Linked DNA regions of Mus musculus: region 1 is linked to region 2. A link is a contact called in public HiChIP or PLAC-seq data. All regions are on one chromosome and are shown on one strand. The core of a region is the stretch at or near the end of the contact, and the rest is flanking DNA. Distances in the headings are between cores, read along the strand shown. Region 1 has its middle 40 kb from the start of Gm24613. Region 2 holds the start of 6030469F06Rik (RIKEN cDNA 6030469F06 gene).

The links. HiChIP or PLAC-seq counts read pairs in DNA pulled down with a chosen protein or histone mark.
Region 1: an H3K27ac HiChIP or PLAC-seq map of extraembryonic endoderm stem cells shows a contact between it and region 2. The contact joins the enhancer-like site here to the promoter of 6030469F06Rik in region 2. A contact is called at or near these places in 1 of 39 promoter capture datasets (second pharyngeal arch cranial neural crest), 6 of 484 Hi-C or Micro-C datasets (the MC3T3-E1 cell line, brown adipocytes, cortical neurons and 3 more) and 5 of 115 datasets of contacts at active chromatin or transcription factors (embryonic fibroblasts, embryonic stem cells, extraembryonic endoderm stem cells and 1 more).

Annotation. Positions count from the first base shown.
Region 1 is chr12:31,216,912-31,221,037 of GRCm38.p6, forward strand. No RefSeq gene overlaps it. Among named protein-coding and RNA genes, the nearest start is that of Gm24613, 40 kb to the right of the region's middle. Within about 2 kb of position 2,165, at least 31 of the 459 cell types and tissues checked have an H3K27ac peak or open chromatin away from gene starts, as enhancers often do. A contact at or near this core is called in brown adipocytes, extraembryonic endoderm stem cells and palatal mesenchyme, where this site is marked.
Region 2 is chr12:31,166,713-31,170,689 of GRCm38.p6, forward strand. It overlaps 6030469F06Rik (RIKEN cDNA 6030469F06 gene), which reads left to right and starts at 2,150. Exons shown (of 4, transcript NR_102715.1): 1 at 2,150-2,177; 2 at 2,318-2,427.

The DNA of each region.
Region 1 (4,126 bases), core at 915-3,414, 50 kb after region 2:
AGCTGCAGCACAAGATACAATCTTGGCTATCTCGAAACATAGCTTCTTTCTGCTCTCAGAAAACACTTCCCAGAAGACTTCACCTCAGTGATGCTGGTCTGTTCTTAATTGCTGCTAATTTCTTAGCTCCAGTTAACTAGCATCAATTATCCCAATAGTCCCTACTATTCCTGACTTTAAAGCCAGAGCCACGGGCTGGTGAGATGGCTCAGTGGGTAAGAGCAACCGACTGCTCTTCCGAAGGTCAGGAGTTCAAATCCCAGCAACCACATGGTGGCTCACAACCATCCGTAACGAGATCTGACTCCCTCTTCTGGAGTGTCTGAAGACAGCTACAGTGTACTTACATATAATAATAAATAAATATTTAAAAAAAAAAAAAAAAAGCCAGAGCCACATGGCTGAAGCCGCTGAGCTCGGCTGCTTGCTGGAATTGGAATATGCCCCCCTTGTTCTATTACGTGATCACCAGCTTTCGGTTTTCTAACTCCTTCACTGCCTAAGCTTAGCTGTCCTGGAATTTGCTCTGTAGATTGACCTTGAACTCATAAATCTGCATGGCTCTGTCTCCTGAATGCTGGGATTAAAGGCGTGGACTGCCTTGCCCAGACTTAAGCTTTTCATTATAGCTCTTAAACAAGTTGAAAACTGAGAATAGCCACCACAATCCATCACTTATCAATTTGACACACAATTTTATCTTGTTAGATCCAAGTGAAAATAATAACCAGGTCATGATAACACCTAACTTGATATAACTCTCCCTTGTACAATTGCAAATGCACACTTTGGGGGGGGGGGGAATCTTGCCCCAAGGTCACCACTCCCTAAATCTGTTTATCTCCTTGAATATAGGATTCTGCTTCCTGGTGTCTCTTTACTCTTTGAACCATACATTTTGTATTTTTCCTTTCTAAGCTGGCTACACTTGATCAAAATGTTCTTCATGAGAGTAAGCCACAGCACAGAGTCTAAACTGGGCTGTTTTGAGATCTCCTGTCGTCAAGGTGGGAAACATGGCAGCATTCAGGCAGGCAAGGTGCTGGAGGAAGGCATCAGGAGAAGGCAGCCTCAGGCAGCTAAGAGGAAGCTGTCTTCTGCCATGGCAGAGCCTGAACATAGGAGGAGACCTCCAAAGCCCACCCCCACAGTGTCACACTTCCTCCAACAAGGCCACACCTCCTAACAGTAGCACTCTCTATGAGCCAAGCATATTCAAACCACCACCCTCCCAAAGTCATTCTAAACAGAAAAAGAAAAAAAAATCTATAATAAAATTTGTGTGGAGCCATGAAAGACTCAGCATAGACAAAACAATCCTCAGTGAACGAACAATGAGGGAGGGGTTACCATCCCTGATCACAAGATATATTATAAAAGCATGGCATTAAAAGCATGATGCTGACACCAAAACAGATATGTACACCAGCGGAACAAAACAGAAAACCCAAACGGGAGTACACATAGTTTCAGACACTTGATACATGACAAAGATGCCAAAAACATAAGCTAGAGAAAAGAGGAGATCTTCAACAAACGGTGCTGAGAAAATTGGACGCCCACCTGTAGAACAATGAAACATTTCGACTTCTTAAACAATGGGAGACCTAGATAACAAATAAAGTAACAATGTCTGGTACTAAACAAATAGTAACACCCAAACTAACCTAAAGCTAAATCCTGCAAAGAGTGATCAGTAATTTAGGAATTCTAGTTGGCTGGACCAGCAGCCAACTTTGAGGTAGAGAGCTTGGCATAGTATATGCAAAGTTCTGGGTTCAATTCCCAGCACTGGAAAAATAATTTAGAGAGACTATAATGTGGCCACAAGCAATGAGAAGGCTGCATTTCTCTGCTTTCTGGGTAGAAGCTGCCCGTTTCCAGCAACCACTTCCAGAAACCACAAAGGCAAAGGCAAAAGGGAGCTAAACACACCATTTCCCATAAGAACTTTGATGCAACTGAAGTCACACAGCATTCTGGAAATCATTAACACATAGTGTAGAGTTCTCAAAACTGAATTTGAGTCACATGAAAGCCAAGGCTAAGTTGGAGGAGAAATGGAAGTCTGGAGAAATTCTTGATTAGCTCATCTGTTTAAGGTGACCTCTGTTGCTGCCAAGTGGGGCAGCTGGAGTTTATTTAAGCATACTCTGCTGAGCTGGGGAAAGGGGAAAAGGCAAAAACCCGTGTAGAGGCGTAACTATGGGCTGCTCTGCCTTACTATACATTTCTCTTTCAAAGAGAGAGAGAGGAAAACCATTTTTTTTTTGGTTTTTTTTTTTTTTTGGTTTTTTTTTTTTTTTTTGGTTTTTCGACACAGGGTTTCTCTGTATAGCCCTGGCTGTCCTGGAACTCACTCTGTAGACCAGGCTGGCCTCGAACTCAGAAATCCGCCTGCCTCTGCCTCCCAAGTGCTGGAATTAAAGGTGTGCGCCACCACGCCCGGCGAAAACCATGTTTTAAATAGCAATTTAAAATGTCCTTTCCCCTAAAGGTATACCTAAATGGGTAAAATAAAATCTTCCAGTGACCTATTACTAGTGATCAGTAAATAACAGAGCCAAGCACTTACTGATTCCTGATATGACATTCACCGAAAGAACTCAAGGTCCGTCTGAGGTTAACCAAACCAAACAGAGTAAGGTAATGCTGCCCCACACTAAATCTATCCAGTCTGCAGTCCATCAGCAGCTCCTAAGATTTTAAGGATGCCTAACGCTGGGCAGTAGAAATTGGGTAATGAGTAGAGTGAGTTTCTGTTGCTCAATTATTCCTGCCACCCGAGAGATGGGAGTTGGAACACCACACACATCATTAACTACTTCCTTGGAAGCACAGAATTTAGCCCAGCACTCTGGCTCTGTTAAGAAAGACTGCAGGGAAGGGGTAGCCGTAGACTAGAGACAAATGGAAGGAAGATAAATTCGCAAACAAATAAAATCAGAAAATAATTTCAAGCAATAGGAACATGTTTTTGTTTGTCTGCTCTCCTGAGCCATGAAAAACATAATGCACTTTAAAAATGACAGTGTATGAGCCAGGGGGCTTAAAACATAGCACATGGTTCCCACTCATGAATTATGGTTCTGCAGAAAATAAAGCCCAGGACACTGGGGTTCTAGCTCCTAAGATACGGAGTTACAGTTTAAAAGATTCTATGAATCTTTTAATATTTATCTAAATATAGGTATAGAATTTTAGATATGAAGAATAAAAGTCCAAATTCATTGAAGAATCAGATACTGTCTATTCTTGCCTGATATGCAAAGGTGTTAACAGTAAAAAAGGAAATTGTTAGAAAACATCTATGATTTATTTTGATTTTATGTGTATGAGAGTGTGTGTGTGTGTGTGTGTGTGTGTGTGTGTGCGTGTGCGCGCGTAACATGTGCATGGTACCCACAAAGATCAGGAGATGGTGTCACATCCCCTGGAACTGGTCTAACAAGATGGTTGCGAGCTGCTATGTGGGTGCTGGAAACAGAACCTCTGGGAAAACAAAACGAAACACAAAAAAACCAAACAACATCTCGGAAAAACAAAACAAAACAACATACAGGTCGTCTGCCAAAGCAGCAGGACCCACTGACCCACTGAGCTCTCCAGCCGCTGGAATGGTGTTAAAACACCATCTAACTTGGAACTAAGAAAACGTGTCCCGACAAGTAAAAACTGTGGTATTCTGAAGATTAAAATATCAATAAGAATTTTAAAAGCAGATGTGCCTGTGTTTAGAGGTACTCGCACATCTAAAGAGAAAGACAAAAAGAACTCAGGATGCCATAGCACGAGATCTGTGCGCACACGCTTTGTTTGTTTGTAAGAGCACATACTTCATAAAAATGTCACGTTGGGGCCTTAAAGGTTTGAACACTAAATAGACCTCTCAAAGCTAAGAAGCATTTTATGAATTCAGGGTTATATTTAAATCCTACTAAACACGTAGATTCTAGTGTAAGAAATTAACATTAAAATGCTTCAGAAGTTTTTCAGTCTCACGTGTTTTGTATTCCTTTCTGTGATGGCAGATGTGACGTGATGTTGCTTCTTTGTGTGGGTATACACACACACACTCTCATGTGCACCTTCATGTGGCATGCCCATTAATTTGCATGTGTGTGTT
Region 2 (3,977 bases), core at 900-3,399:
GCATACTTGAACTTGATCATGGCAGATAATATTTTTGATAAGTTCTTGGATTTGGGTTATAAGTACTTTATTGAGAATTTTCGCATCTATGTTCATAAGGGAAAGTGGCTATAATTCACTTTTTTGGTAGGATCTTTATGTTGTTTAGGTATCATAGTAACTGTGGTCTCACAAAAGAAATTAGACAATGCACCTTTTGTTTCTAGTTTGTGGAATAATTTGAGGAGTATTTTTGTTAACTCTTCGTTGAAAGTCTAATAGAATTCTGCACTAAAACCATCTATCTCTGGGTATTTTTTAGGTAAGGGAGAGAGACTTTTAATGACTTTTTCTGTTTCTTTAGGAGTTATAGGTCTGTTTAAGTTACTTATCTGATATTGATTTAACTTGATTCACAGTATGTATTAAGAAAATTACCCGTTTCTATTAGATTTTCCAGTTTGGTTGAGTATAGTTTTTAAAGTTTGTCCTTATGGTTTTCTGGACTGCCTTGGTGTCTGTGTTGTGTCCCCCTTTCCTATCTAATTGGGTAAATTTTGCATCCTCTCACTCTCTTTCTCTTTTCTGTATTTTCGTTAATTTGGCTAAAGGCTTGTCAATCTTAATTGATTTTTCTCAAAGAATTAACTTTTTGTTTCAATGATTTTTGTATTGCTTTTTATTGTTTTATGTTTCTATTTTATTGATTTCAGCACTGATAATGAAATCCCTCAATTTCTGATTCAGTAACGAATTATTCCATCACCACAAATTTGTAAACTTCTTATTGCTTATGTTGTTGATATCCAGCTGTGATGGTTTGTATATGCTTGGGCCAGAGAGTGGCACTCTTAGGACATTTGGCCGTGTTAGAGTAAGTGTGTCACTGTGGGCTAGGGTTTAATACCCTAGTCCTAGCTGCCTGGAAGTGAGTAGTCTGCTAGCAGCCTTCAGATAAAGATGTAGAACTCTCAGCTCCTCCTGCACCATGTCTGCCTGGATGTTGTCATGCGCCCATCTTGTGACAATGGACCAAACCTCTGAACCTGTAAGCCAGCCCCAATTAAATGTTTTCCTTTATAAGACTTGCTTTGGTCATGGTGTCTGTTCACAGTAGTAAAACCCTAACTAATACACCAGCTTTAATCCATGGTGGTCAGATAGGATGAAAGGTATTATTTCAGTTTTCTTGAACCTATTGAGGCTTGCTTTGTGTTCCAATACATGGTCAATTTCAGAGAAAGTTCTATGAGCTGCTGAGAAGAAGACATATTCTTTTGTGTTTGGATAAAATGTTCTGTAAATATCTGTTAGAGCCATTTGGTTTATGGCCTCAGCTTGTATTTCTGTTTAGTTTTTATGTGAATGACCTGTCTATCTGACAAGAGTGGGGACGCTGTGCAAAGAGAATGTGAAGGAGCCAGCTGTGACAGTACAAACACAACCACTTTGAACTGAGGCGCTTTGACCCGCTTGGTTACCTGGCTAAGTCCTGGGAAGCAAACTGGGGTATGAGTTAAAGTTGAGTCTTGCTTGCTGTCTCAGTCCTCAGGGTCCCTCATTAAAACCTCAAAAGAGGCCTGTTCACACTGAATCCTTCCCACAAACTAGGAAGTCAACAGACAGCTTTTCTCTGAGGCTCACTTACGTTATCATAAATGACCAGCAGAGGGTGCTCATATTTCCTCCCCTCCAAATGAGCGAACCAAAGAAATATCAAAAAATTTCATTGCAAATTGTGAAACCCATGGAAGCATACCTTCTGTCAATGTAACAGAGTACAGTGGAGCCTCCTTGGTTCTCACAGCGCAAAGAAACTCAGCCAGAAGGCAAATGAAGGAAGCCTTATGTCTATCACAGGTATGAAGAATACCACAGCTATTCCAAAAGTAAAGTATGGAATCTGGAGAAGCTATTTCTCTTCATAAAGGAAAACACTTGGGGCAGGGGGCACATTCCTGAGCAAGCTGTTTCAAGTACACATTGCAGAGCATGTGCAGTTGAAGTTTCTAACTCAAGGACAATGGCAAATGCATTCTGGCCATGGTTAGCTCAAGGCCATGCAGCACACATCTGAAAGGTTACTGTGACAGAAACACTTCTGAGTATGCGCAGTTTATTTTTCTCAAGAATTTTTAGCTGAAACAAAGGAAGAGGACACTTCAAAGGAATGTTCATGTAGAAGGCTGCCAGTGGAGGTGCCTGCCTTGTTAACCAGTTAATACTAGAATTTACAAGTTTGTTATATTACTTTATGCATGATGATAGGCTCTGGGGTGATTTTCAAGTGGTGATTGCTGTATTTTTATTGCATTTATTTACACGTGTGTACACCCAGGTGGACATAAGAGGACAATGCGGGAAGTCGGCTCTCGCCTTTCACTATGTGGGTCTGAGAGATGAAACTCAAGTCATCAAGTATGGTGACCGGCACCCTTAAGGACTGAGGTATGTCACCAGAGCCCTCTTTTTATTTATTAATTACTTTACCCCTTTCTTCTCAATTCCCTTCTAACACTGATTCAAGAAGGATCAATTCAAGAAAGAAATGGAACCAAGGGAAGAGTGAAAGGGAAGGAGGCATCAGTACTTTTCTAGGACCAAATGGGCAGATGCTTAGCTTTGGGACAGTGAACCTTTGGGCTCCACAGGGCTATAGCACCCTTGAGAATCTTGGTAAGTGGTTTCCTCTGGGTCACAGCGTCATGTTCCATGTTTTTGTCCAGTGAATGAGCCTGGGTAGCTTTATTAGCAAGCTCAGGCTGAGTTGTTGTCATAGATGCTTTTTGAAGACTTAAAGAAAACGTGAAGGTTGTGACGATTAGGTTCAATGATGCAGCCAATCCAGGTTCCACAGACTTCAGCACACCAGGCTTCTCCCTGTTCACTGAGTAACATGATCCCCTTCGAGAATGGGTTGAGCACTGGCATTGTTTTAGGTGTGTGTGCACACACACATCTCTGTGTGTGTCTGGGTATGTGTTTACATGTGAGCCTATGTGTGGGCTTGTGTATGGGTGGGCACATGTTTGTGTGTACGTGTGTATGTGTGTATATATGCATGCATGTATCTGTGTGAGTACATGTTTGTGTTGTGTGCAATGGCTTTATTGACAGAAATCACGTACAGACAGATAGTACAAATCAATAGTTTGGGTTCTATCAAAAGATGTGTGGATATCAACACAATTAAGTTTAGCATGTTTTCTTCACCTCAAATGAACCCCTCACTTCTGGATATACACCTAAAAAAAATTAGAAGCAGAGTTTTGAAAGGAGGTCTGTATCCTGTTACTCTTGGCAGGACCCTTAGAAATAACCAGGTGCTAGAGGGAACCGAAGTGTCCAACCAAAGATAAGTGGATAAACAAAATATTGGATATCACAACATAGATAAGCCTTAAGGATATTATAGGAGGTGAAACAAGTCAGACAAACGACCAAAACTATGAGATTGCACTTACATGAGGCAGCTATCCAGAGGCACCGTCACTCATGGAGACAGAAAGGAGAATGATAGTTATCAGAGTTGAGGAGAAAACACACAGAACGTTGCTGGTTACCAGATAGAGTTTTCAGTTTTGCAAGAAAGAAGGTTCTCGAGGTTTGTTGCACAATTGAGTGAATGACTTGATGCACTGAACTATGGTTAAGATGGTAAGTTTTGTAATATGTGTATTGCCCAAGAGAATAGAGGAAAGGTAAAAGGCTACCCTCCCTTTAATTGACACGTGCCCACCCTCCCACATACCCACCTTCATCTAAAGCGCTAACCTTCTTCTATCACTGTGGATTCACTTATTAGAGGTATTTCAGGTAAGAATCATATTCATTCTTGTCTCTCTTTTTTTCTAATATTTTCAAGGTTCACCCCACTGTATCCTCAGTACTTTTCTTTATCACTGAGAAGCATTGCACTGAATAACTAGAGCACATTTAACTCACCCATTCTTTCTTTGTTGGACATTTTTGTGGTTTCCTTGAACACAAGATTTTCC